Regions from separate parts of the Pan troglodytes genome. Here region 1 is linked to region 2. Evidence: chromatin contacts called from public Hi-C data. All regions are on one chromosome and are shown on one strand. Each heading gives the region's core, a stretch centred on a gene start, on an enhancer-like site or on the middle of the called end of the contact. The rest is flanking DNA. Distances are from core to core; before and after follow the strand shown.

Evidence for each region. A called contact is a pair of places that touch in the nucleus more often than the background predicts.
Region 1: a contact with region 2 is called in a Hi-C map of induced pluripotent stem cells, with 2.2 times the contacts expected there. The contact joins two enhancer-like sites. A contact is called at or near these places in 3 of 7 Hi-C or Micro-C datasets (induced pluripotent stem cells and stem cell-derived neural progenitor cells) and 1 of 1 other capture datasets (stem cell-derived neural stem cells).

Annotation. Positions count from the first base shown.
Region 1 is chr1:182,405,382-182,411,889 of NHGRI_mPanTro3-v2.0_pri, forward strand. All of the region lies in intron 11 of AGBL4 (AGBL carboxypeptidase 4), which reads left to right. Among named protein-coding and RNA genes, the nearest start is that of SPATA6, 98 kb to the right of the region's middle. Within about 2 kb of position 3,325, at least 3 of the 24 cell types and tissues checked have an H3K27ac peak or open chromatin away from gene starts, as enhancers often do. A contact at or near this core is called in induced pluripotent stem cells and stem cell-derived neural stem cells, where this site is marked.
Region 2 is chr1:182,291,828-182,297,850 of NHGRI_mPanTro3-v2.0_pri, forward strand. The region is part of intron 6 of AGBL4 (AGBL carboxypeptidase 4); the gene reads left to right. Among named protein-coding and RNA genes, the nearest start is that of SPATA6, 210 kb to the right of the region's middle. Within about 2 kb of position 2,509, at least 2 of the 24 cell types and tissues checked have an H3K27ac peak or open chromatin away from gene starts, as enhancers often do. A contact at or near this core is called in induced pluripotent stem cells and stem cell-derived neural stem cells, where this site is marked.

The DNA of each region.
Region 1 (6,508 bases), core at 2,075-4,574, 110 kb after region 2:
GAGGAGCTCAGGTCATAATGATCCATCACCTGCCACTCACCTCCTGCGGTGCAGACTGATTCCTAACAGGCCACAGTACCAATCCATGGCCAGGGGCTTGAGGACCCCTGCTCTAAAGAGCTCTCATGAAGCAGAGGGTGTAGATCTGTTCTCTGTGGCTCTAGAGGCTAGAACAAGAGCCAGTGGGAGATAGCTCCATTCTGAACTTTTGTGGGGAGGATAAGGACAGGGAGGGTCTGGAATCCAAGGCTACACTCACTGAGCACCTATGCTCCACCAGGCCCTGTGCTGGTTTCTGGGGATGCAGAACTGAGTGGCTGTAGCCTATGCATGGTGAGGTTTCCAGGTGGTGGAGGAGATGGGCAGGAGAGTGACTGCAGGACAGTTGTGACAGATGGGAACACAGGACATGGAGAAAAGAAGCATCTAACCTAACCTTGAGGGGATCAAGGGGTGGGAGGAGGTGCAGGAAGGAAGCACCATCACTTTTACCAAGTCTAGAAGGATGAGGAGGGAGTAAAGTGCTCTGCAGGCAGAGAGACTAGTTGTGCCCAGTCCAGAGAGCTGCTTTCCTCCTGTGGACATGTCTGGGCCTTGGGTGTGAGTTAGGGAGTGAGAGGCAATGAGGCCGGAGAAGGCTATGGGAACCAGCTAGTGAAGCACCAGTGACCCACAACCACACCAGTGCTGCCTGGAGGTCACTGTGGCAGCAGCGGGCAGGATGAGTTGAATGGGGTCAGTTGGAGATAGGTGAACATATCATAAGCAAATGCCACAGCACCTTACCAAGTAACACCCGCCTGCCCTTCTCACTCTTTTCATCTTTAAAAGGATGTGTTCCTGGGAGATCGGCTCTGAAAGTAAATCTAAGGATCTCCTTCCTCCTGATTCCCCTCGGGAGCCCAGATCCAGTTTGTCAGATCACACTCTCTGGCCAGAAGTTTGGGATATCTCCTAGTGGAATACTGGATATTGGACAGTATTTTGATGTGAGATTCATGAGCCACATACTTTATTAATCCAGTCCCTGCTGCTGACTTGCTGTGATCTCGAGCAAATCACTACCCTGCCCGAGATCCCATTTGTAAAATGAAGGGTTTGGACAAAGGGCCTCCATCCTTCAGGCTCATTCAAAGGGTTTATTTAATTTATATATAACATTTATTGAACATCTACTACGTGTAGGACACAGTCATCTTAGGATTTGCTGTGACCCCTGGGGCCACAGGGCCATTCTCTACAGGAGCACCAACTCTCCCTTTCTTTCAGAAAGACGCTAAAACTAGCACCTCATACCTCACTTCAGGCTGCATGCCCAGCCAAGACATGCTGCCTGTCTGGGATTTCTTATCCATCAATATTTTCCTCAAGATGATAAATGTGCTGCCAATAAGAGGAGGCAGCTGCCAACTCTGTCTGAGACAAGGGCCTTTAGCTGGGGTTGTGGCCGTGCTTGGCTTGTTGATGTGTCTCAAGAGACAGGAGGTGGGAGTTGTGGCTGGGAGGGATGCAAGTTGGAACTTAGAGGGAGGAGGAGGTCAGGACCACTGCTCTCAATCCATGCAGTTTCGGCCATGAGTCAGTGGAGAGGAGAGAGAGAGGAGGTAAAGGATGCTTGGATGTCAGTTCAAAAAAAAGAAAAGAAAAGAAAAGAAAAAAATATACATATTTTTATGGTATTTATGAAGCTCCTGCAGAATGCCAAGACCTGGGTAAGCCATCCAGAAATAAACAGCATTCATCAGTGTATAAAGTGTATTCGGAACCATCATTTCATTTGATCCCCACAGCAATCCGTAGAGATGAGTATTATTATCTCTATTTTACAAACAAGGAATTCAAGGGTCAGAGAAGGAGGTGCATTTTGTCTCTGTGTTCGTATCCTAAGCCAGGACCAGTCTCAGGCTCTAGAAGTACAGAAACTCAGAATTGGATTAAGAGGAAGCCTGTCCAGGTGGAACAGTGCATAGGTGGTGGGGCAATATCCTCACAGAAGCTTGAACTTGTTTCTTCTGATATTAAATCCTCTGATTGCTCCACTAAAAGACACTTTCTTTGAAGAAATCAGCCATATGATTGAGAAGCTAATAGCTGAGATATAACAGATGCCATCGTTAATAATAGAATGAAGCAAGCATAGCCTTTGGAGCCAGGCTGACCTGGGTTCAAATCTCGGTTCTGCTATTTACCAGTTGTGTGAACTTAGGCAAGTGACCTAATCTCTCTGAGCCTCAGTTTGTCCATCTGTAACAATGATTATTATATTTACCTCACAGTGTTGTTTTCAGTAGATGGAAGCAAAACAAATTCTCAGGTGCCTAATAGATTACCTGGAACATAATAAGTACTCAATAAATGATGCTCTTATTATTATTATTACTAGCCAAGTACCCAGTTGGATGAAATCTGAATAATAAATTCCTAGGTTATCAGAAGAGATGAAATCTGTTTGGATTATAGGTTTCATGGAAACTTCCATGAAGGGTTCTTAAGATTCCTAAGAGGTTCTTCAGATTCTTAAATAACAGCTTTCTTAAAGGTGTGTTCAGAGTACTCTGATACCCCAGTAGAAATCTCTGTCCTCACGTGCATAGTTTGGAACTTTTACCAGGACAAATTCACTTAGGATTAGTCTCAGGACTCAGTCTACAGTCAAGATCTGTGACTAAAGCCAGGGTTCAGTCTGTGACTGGGATTTGGTATTTGATGCACTGCCAGAAACAGCATATATTAGCCCTCCTTAGTCTGGTGTTGAGGAAATATGTTATGATAAAGAGTTAAGACACTTGGGTTCTCATCATGGAATTTAAGAACTGGAAAGTCCAGTGATTTTAATTTTTTAATGTGAATGTAGACAGCTGACACTTCATCTGTGCCAGTTTCCCACTCTCCCTACTGCACCTACCTTGTAAATATCCGGGCAGATCAAATGGCATAGTAGGCGAGAAATGATTTTGAAAACCGTTTCACCCTGGACTCAAAGAAGGGATGATTCCTGTTGAAGGGGAAGAGCAGGAGGGGGCTGGGGAGAAGTTGGAAGCATGTTGCTCTATTGGACAGAAAGATCTAGAATAGGGAAGGGGCAGGGGCAGGGCCTAGAGGAGGCGCTGGGCCGGTGTAGAGGCAGCCACAGAGGACCCAAGTCAGTTTAATTCCCAGCCTGTGTTAGTAGGGATGTGCATCAGAACCTAGCTCCATCAGAAGGATACTGGCCACAGGGCTGGTAACCCACTGAACTGAGCAACAGTCTGGACTCTCTCCAGCTCCTTCCCTCTGCCACTTGTCTTTGGGGGACCACAAGCTGCGGCTTTGTTGCAGTTGCCTGAGGTTGAAGTGCCCTCTCCTGGCCCCCAGGGTGCATGGCTGCTGTGAGAGGCTCCCTTCCACATTGAGGATTGGAAGGCAGCCTGGTCCTTTGTCAGGGCTAAGACCTATGCTCTGGAGGGCTTGAGCTATCTTTGTGGGGCTGGAGACAGGAGACGCACCCCCCCTTCAGTTCTCCCAGGTCTCTCTCTGCATAGCATTCCTCTTCCCTTTATAGGTCATCTCTCTTTCCTCTTTCAGTCCCCATTTTGTTTTCATTTTTGTCTTTTTGTCTTTCTATTTGACTCTCTCTCTCCCACACACACACTCACACACACTCACACACTCACACACGCACACAATTTGCACATAACTTTATTACACCCTCTCTTACCTTCTCCACTTTTTATCTTCTCCCCCCACCCAACCTCCCTTCTTTCCTCCCACCTCCTCCACTTTTTTTTCTCTTTTTCTTCCGCCTTAGCTCCCTCTCTCAAGGCGAATAGTGGAAATGCATTGCACTAAATACATATTTAGTATCAGAAACTCAAACAAGAAGCCACTCTGTCCTCTCTTAAGTGGAGAATGAAGTATTCTCCACTTCGATGACCTTGAGCAATGCTTTGTGCTCTGACACCTTAACTGATGTTGAGGATTGAATGAGGGGACCTGTGTCAGTGCCTATTACAGTGGCCTCTGACCTGGGCAGGGGCTCGGTAGTCCCTGTCCTTCCTCATATCCCTTTCAGCCCCACTCTGCTGCCTCCTTCTTTTGTTCTTTTCCAATTCTTCCTTCCCTCTCTCCCTCCTTCACTTTCCCCATTCCTCATACCATAGTTCAGATTCAGATTCAAATAGTGTAATACCTATTGAGCTTTTCATAAATTGGAGACTTGACCTTCACCTTGAAGGAACTGTTTTTGGGGTTCACTGTCTCTCACTTCTGCCTCCCCAAGAGAGGACAGAGTAGCTTCTTGTTTGAGTGTCTGATGAGGGGCTGAATTAACTGTGAACTGAGTTAAGGGACAGCCAGAGGTTGTCAGCATGCCCAGAGGAGTCTCTGTTCCCAGTGTGTCCTACAGGAAAGGTTTGTGGTGAGAAAGTAATCTCCCGAGGCCCACATGACATCCTGGTGGATGTGTCCATGGGCCAGTTATTTTAATTTGCTTGCTCATTTATTTATCACTTGTAAATTATAACAAAAGCACCTGCCACAATAAAGCAATGAAAGGCATTTCCTAGCCCTGAGCTCTTAAAGAAACATCTCACCTGGGAATCCATGTGGGGGCCCAGTAGGAGGGAGTGGCCTCTGGCTTTAAGAGCATTCCTTCAGCAGATGCCAACATGAGTGTCATGAGGATGCCTCTCATAGTGTCCCCTGATGAATGCCAAGGGCACAGTCCCAAAACACAGTGCAAGCACGCAGCTGTCTGAAGTCTAGCTAGACACTACACCAAGGCAAATGTGAGTAAACTGCATCCTTCACACCATCCTCTGAGACTATCACATCTCTCAGCCCAGCTATGGAGAAAGCCAGGACAACTAAGTGGTGCAGGGTCAGGCAAAGGCCAGGAATGCGGGGATTTGAGCTGATGTGGCTCAGTGGTTGGGAACTCAGACTCAGAAATCATACGTGTCTGGTTTCAGATCCTAGTTTTGCCACTTCCAAGCCCTGTGTGACTTTGGGCAAGTTACTTCACTGCTCTGAACTTCAGATATCTTATCTGTTGAATACATGTAATGGTACAAACTTTTCAGGGTTGTGGTGAGAATTAAATGAGCTAATGCATGTCAGTACCTAACACCGTGACTGGCTCCTGGTAAGGGATGATATCTATTATTACGCCTTACAGTTCTGTGTGCTCGCTTCATGGGGATCCCAATAAGTCAGGGATCTGCTGACCAGGTGGTTGGGAGGCCATCTGATTGCCTGGATGGAGAACTGTCTGCACCACTACAGAGGCACACGAAGCCAGATGACCAGTTTTAAAGCAAAAGAGGATTCTTCTTTTGAGTTCCCTCATAAGAAAGTGTGACTGTAGTCGACTCCTACTTATACGCACTAAGGCAGACTGGAAAATCTCAAGCACACATCCCCTTGGCTAAGCACTTTAGTGATAGTATGTGCGAGTGGATGTCTGGGATTCTGGGAATGCACAACATTTACAGCATGAGGAAGGCGCCTGAGTTTTGGAAAGCTGGGAATCTCTCGAGAGAAGAGACAGATTTACTGTTTGCCTACTATGTGCCAGATACTGTGCTAAGTGCTTTATGAGCTTCTTTAATTCTCATGGCAGCGTTATGAAGCAGTCACTATATCTTACAAGTAAAAAAAAAAAACGTTAACCCACGATATTAACTTACCTGGAGTCACCAAACTTGTATGAGGCATAGCCAAGCTCTGAACCCAAAGCCCCAGGATTCCACAGCACTGTTCTTCCTCCTGTGCTCACATCCAGACTGCCTGTGAGATTTCACCTGCCCTGTCCCACCTCTCACAGCCCTCCAGTCCCTACTGCTCCTCAAAGAGGCAGCAGACTGCGAAGCTGTGGCAGGACAGACCCCTCTCTCCAAATGTGGTGCACATTGCCTTCACTCTGCTTTGGTTTTCATCTGAGTGACTGAGAGTTTCTACCTGGCCTAAACTCCTCCATACCTCTTCACCGGAAGGTGATTGTTGAGGGAAAGTTACTGGGCTCTGTTGAAAGTCATTTTTAGATTCCAGAGCAGGACAAGAAGGAACAATGACTTCACATGTGCATGACTAATTCAAAGCACTTTCATCTTCAAAATGTCAAACTTTATGGTCAGTGGCTGTTCCACAGTGAGCAGCAGCACAGTGAATATTAAACTACCAGGATGGCAGGGCATCTAGACTGGAAGTCTTTGTAAGGGCAAACAATCTCCAAAGGTGATGGCTAGTGCGGCAGGCCAGATTTAAGTACAATTTGAAAACACAACTTCATTGTAAGTGATTGACCACCTGAGATTAAGATGTTCTAGGTAAATGGCACATATTAGCATGAATCTTTACTACAACCCCAAAAGAGTGGCATTATGGTCCCATTTGGTGATGGCAGAGGGTTGCGGGGCAGATTGATGCTCAAGGTAATTAGGGGATTTGTCCAAGGTCACATAGCAAGTATTTCTCCTGATTCTCAAACCCAGGTCTGTCGGCCTCCTCCAAAGCCTGCTCTTTTGCTACC
Region 2 (6,023 bases), core at 1,259-3,758:
CTGAGATTACAGGCATGCACCATCACACCTGGCTAATTTTTGTATTTTTAGTAGAGACGGGGTTTCACCATATTGGCCAGGCTGGTCTTGAACTCATGACCTCAGGTGATCCACCCATCTCGGCTTCCCAAAGTGCTGGGATTACAGGCGTGAGCCATGCCCGGCCTAAAATAAAATATATTAAAATTAACTTCACTTGTTTCTTTTTACTTTTTTAAGAGGGCTATTAGAAAATGTGAGATGCCACACTTAGTACATTTTGTGACATGTGTATTTCTTCTGCTGGGTGGTCCAAGTCTGGCTTTAAGCCCTTTGCTTACTCTCCTACCTGACTAGGATAGATTTCAAACATTGATTATGTTCAAATGAGGCTTTTCTACTTACGTCCTATTTTGTATGGAAAAATAGGACGTAAGTAGAAAAGGTCCTTTTCCTGTTAATACATCTTATATGTGAAAACATCTTATATGTGACTTGCCACTAATGTCAGTGTGACCCTTAGTGGGACTCAGCCCCTCTCTAGCAATCTGTTTTCTCATCTGGAAAAGGAGGGGCTTGAACACTTGTTCTCCAGTGGTCCTTCTTTCTCTGACATCTGATGGCAGATTAGGATTAATGAATCCTAATCTTTCCCCTGGTTTAATGTAAAACCTTGGGAAAGTTGCCTCCTTATTTTTGCATCTATTACATGATAAAACTGAGAGTCTCTGCACCCCCCACCCCATCCTCCAAATCGAAGGGTGTTCTGGGAATCAAAGGAACTGATGACTCAAACTTGGTCTTCCAGCTCAGTATACACTTGGTGCTCATGACCCTCCAGTCCAGTGAAACTAATGCAAGTCTTCAAGGCTGGGGCCTGGATGGGCCCTGACTTTCTCCATTTATTCAACTAGCATACAATCACTCATTTAGCAAACACTCTGAGAACCAGGCCTGGGCCATGTGATGGGCTCCATGGCGCAGGAACAGACTTGCTGCCCTCTTGACCTCGAGGTGCTGATGGTGTGGTGGGGAGACCCCCAAAAACCATAACGAGTTATAACAGTGCAGCCCATGCAACCACTCAGGAAGGAGGGTTGGCTCAGAGGCTTCCAGGCCAGGTGTCACCTCTCCTCCACAACAGGAGTGATTTTGCTTTTTCTTTTGAGACAGGGTCTCTCACTCTGTTGCCCAGGCTGGAGTGCAGTGACACAATCTCGGCTTACTGCAACCTCTGCCTCCTGTGTTCAAGTGATTCTCCCACCTCAGCCTCTCAAGTAGCTGGGACTACAGGTACATGCCACCACACCTGGCTAAATTTTATTTTTTAAAATCTGACTAGCCTCTTCACCCCTCAAGTCACAGGCCATCTCATCCCAACACACACAGTACTTTCGGGATAATGAAAAAACTTTCTAACATGGTGTGATAAGTTCCCTTTAATGGGCAGATATACCCATTTCCCAGCTGCTGTGAGTGATGGCTACCCTCTTCATTGAAGATTACCCCAGCCCTAGTGCCTGAGCAATACTTGTTAAAATAAAGAAAGGAAGGAAACAAAGGAGGAAGGGAAGAAGGACAGAAGGAGGAAGGGAAGAAAGAAGGAAGGAAGAAGGAAGGAAGGAGGGAGGGAGGGAGGGAAGGAAGAAGGAAGGAAGGAGGGAGGGAGGGAAGGAAGGAAGGAAGAAAGGAAGGAAGGAAGGAAGGGAGGGAGGTAGGTGACCGTCATCCATAATGCAGCCTCCTCACTGTCTGGCTTGTGTTGCAGCTGTCTGGGCCCAGTCCTTTTCCTGTTAATACATGTTGCTGGGCTTTCCGAGTATAAGGACTCCATGACAGGGAGTGGATCTTCTTTTCTTTTCTTTTCTTTTCTTTTCTTTTCTTTTTTTTTTTTTTTTTTTTTGAGACCGGGTCTCGCTCTGTCACCCAGGCTGAGTTCAGTGGCACAACCTCCACCTCTTGGGTTTAAGCAGTTCTCCTGCCTCAGCCTCCTGAGTGGCTGGGATTGCAGGCGCACGTGCACCACCACAGCCCAGCTAAGTTTTGTATTTTTAGTAGAGATGGGGTTTCACCACAATGGATCTTCTTTCTGAATGGGGATCCTGCCTAAATGTCCTAGATACTAGTGGGTTCTAGATGTCCACTGCCTGATAGATGCCAAGCTGGGCCTGAAGCTCAAAAGTAGAAACTTTCATCCTGATCCTGCTCCCTGCAACTGACACCCCCACTTCTTCCCACAGATGGCCACAGGCTCCCCTTCCCTCTTGTGTCTCCTTTTTAGAATTTCTAAATTCTAAAAAAAAAAAAGAGCTTTGCAATGCTCTTCCTGGTTCTGTGGAGTTTCTCTGACCAAACCATTTTCCACCCACAAGACCTTGCTTGCTTTTGGTCCAAAGCTGGGAGGCCTTCCTTAATCCCAGGAATGCTCTTTGTGTCATCTTCTGTGAAGATGCTAGCAGTGGCTCAGCAATGTTCAGACCTTTCCTGCAGTGTAAGCAAAGGGAACGAGGCTTGTCTTCTAATACTGGGGGAGTCTGGGTCCCTAGAGGCCAAGGACTGCATAACATCATAGTATCATTTCTCAGCAACAAACACTCAGCAATGTCTTTGTTGAATAAATGGGTGCATGAAATGGAACAAGAGTTAAGCCTTAAAGACAGGCAAGACATCTTCAGGATTCTGAAGCAGTTGGATACATTCTGGATCCCAGGTGGTGCACCAAGGGTGGAGGCACAGAGATGAGGAAGCAGGAGGAGGAGCGCCCTGGAAGCTTAGGGAGGGCTGAGAGTAGAGAGAGCTCTAGGTCCCACCCACTAGGAGGACCAGCCCAGACTGAGTGGAGTGAGAGGTCCTCAACTCCATCATCTTTTCCAACATGTTTAGTTTCTCACGATCCACTGAGGGACCCTGTGAATGCAGTGACATAAATGTCTCCTTCCTGCCTCCTTCCTTCTCTTCCTCCCTCCTTCTCTCCCTTCATCCCTCCCTTCCTTCTTCCTTGCTTCCTTCCACAAATATTTAATACCTACTGTTCTAGGTTTGGGGGATACAGCAGTAAATAAAATGACAGTTACATCTTTCTAAAGCCTATATTCTAGTGAAGGAAAAGAAAATAAATATATACACATCAGGGGGTAATGAGTGCTATGGAGAAAAGACAACAAAGGAAGTAGCTGGAGGAGGAGCTGCTGTTCTGTTGAGGGTGGCCAGGGACGGCTCTCTGCAAGCTGATGCTTGAGCAGAAACTTCAGGGAAGCCTGCCAGACCTGCGGACAGGTCCGCAGGAGCAGGACCTGAAGGCAGGAGTGCCAGCCGAGGGTGCTGGTCCAGGGCCTGCCACAGACCACCCTGTGTAATCACTGGAAACTCTGTGAGCACTGAGGCAGCAGATCACACGAGTGCCCCTATTTCACAGAGGACAGTGAGGCTCAGAGAGGTCAGGAAGTAGCCTCAAGGTCATACAGCTGCTGGTCAGCAGATCTGGGTTTCCAGCCTGGTCTGTGGAGTTTTTCCACAATAGCCTGGTCAGCCCCATCTGAGATCACCAGACCAGAACATTTCATTTGCATGGATGGCCTCTCCCCTCGCTCCCTGCCTCCACAATTTCTCTGAGAGGTGAAGGAAAGTGTGAGCACAGGGCCTCCCTGCGTCAGCCTGTGGGGGTGCCGCAGCACAGACTCATCACCTGCTAACAAGAGCACCCGCCCACCCGCGGCCCACCGGGGCCTTTTCTCCACCGCCTCTCCTCTCCATTAAGCAGCCCTGCTCTGTCCCAAGCCTCACAGTCTCTGGACACCCATTTAACTTTTTAATTGAGGCCAGTGGTTGGCAGCTCCCCTGGCCTTGCCTCCCAGCCCTTTCTCTTTGCCCCCTCCTCTTCTCTTTCCCTTGCTCTCTGTGTGCCTGCGGCGCTGTCTCTCACCTTCTCCACATTGGTCTGGTTCTCTTCTTGTGCTTCATCTGCCGCTGTTTGTCTGTCTCTGACTTCATGAGTGTCTCCCTGCCTGTCTGTCCTTTACCTGACTGCCCCGCTGCCCCACCCCCTGCCCCTCTGTGTTGGTCCCCCCTCCCTATGAGTTTCACTGTTCCTGCCTGCAAGTATTACCTGGTACTGACCAGACAGCTAAGCCTGGTGTGAGCCCTAACACATATACACACACCCAGGGGCCTGTCAATGCAGACAGGCAAAGGGCGACCCCCAATCCTTGTGGAAGGATCTCCAGAGTCACTCAGGATGGCCTTGGGGCAGAGTCCGGGCACTGACTAGGCCCTCAGAGGTTGCTGAGTTGAATCCTACACTGTGTGGCTAGATGAGGACACTGAGGCTTAGAGCGAGGAAGTGACTTCACCAAGATCAAGCAACTGATCCATGGCAGATCTCAGGACTTCTAGAGGCCATGTCCACCAAACTGTGCGTGGCCGAAAGTCCCCACCGTGTGTCACAGCTCCTTGGGGGCCCTGGCTGGGTAGAAAGAGCTAGACCTGCCTGTCCTTCTTGTATTCCTTAGTCCCTTTTTTCTCTTGTTTCTTCTTTTCTTCCTCCTGTCTTCCTTTCTGTTATCTTTCTACTCATTCAACACATTTTCATTGAACACTTTCTATGTTCAAAGCATTGCGCTGTGTGCTGAACGATATAATGGGTAAGCCAGAGGTGGGAGTCCTAATCTTATGCATTTATTCAGCACATTTTTCTTACCTGCTACTATGTGCCAGGCACTGCTCTAAACAAACTTGAGCAAGACAAAGTGCAAAGAGCATCCATCTAGAGAGGGAGGTAAAGAGTTCATTAACAATTTGATGTGAGCTTGCTTCAGCAGAGGAAGTAAGCCATGCGTGGACTGTGGGGATTCAGAGGCAGGGCACCTAACCAAGGTGAGGGCAAGGAGACTGCGGGTAAGGCTTCCTGGAGGCGGTAATAACTAAGCTAAGACATGAAGGACCAGTAGATCCTGGCTGTGTTATTAACAAGCTGAGTGACTTCCCCTTTCTGATGCTCAGTTTTGTCATCTGTAAAATGGGGATGACAATGGCTATCTCATAGGGATTTGGAGGGGATTCAATGAAACAGTTACATAAAAGTCAATTGACCACACTGAGCCTCAGTTTTCTCATCTCTAAAATGGGGGCAACAACAAGCCTAACTCAGAGGGCTTTTGTGAAAGGCAAATGATGCATGACAGAGCTTAGTAGATTCTAAGATGCTGCTCCACAACAATTTTAGTTGTGACTATTGCCATCATGATCCAGAGCTTAAGGCTGGTGATCAAGAGATATTGGCTCTGACTTCATGGGAGGTAGATTTTATTTAATTATTTTGGTAATTCAGTTTTCATTTTCCTGCTGCACCCCTACTTCCTAGGTGAAGAAAGGAGACACCATTTACTAAGAGTTTCCCATATGCCAGGCCGTGGGCTAGTTCTTCATATGCCATCTCCTTGTAATGCTCATCAGAGTCCTTCAAGGTAGCATTTCTATGTCTTTTTTCAAAGATGCAGCAGTAGACTCTAATTTTTCAAAGGCTGCACAGCTAGGAGTAAGTACTGTCAGTTTTCCACTCCTGGTGATATGGAGGGGTGGAAGATTAACCCGCCTGCCCACATGGAGCCCAAGGCATCTTGTTCTGACAAGGCTTCCTGAGATGATGGCTATGGGGGGGTCATGACTCCTGGAATGGCACAGGCAGAAGGCTGAAGAGAAGTCTTCTCATCTAATTCCTAAGAAGGGACAAGTGAGACCTAAAGAATGAATTATACTGAAACAATGAGATAGTAAAACATCTCTGTAAGATGTTTAAGGCTCCATGGCTTACAATAAAAATGTATTAGCCCCATGGACATTATTTTTTAATTTAAAAAGTTAGTTTCCAATACTTAGAAATTAGAGATTTTATATAGAAGTCAAGGTCTCATTTGACTGATTCAAATTTGAAAAATGCTATGAAAGGATCGTGGAACTTGGGGCCTCATTCCTACCAGACAGTTCCTGGCAGTTGCTGAGGAGGGCTGGCCCCTCCAGACAGGCCGTGTGCACCATGCACCATGTCT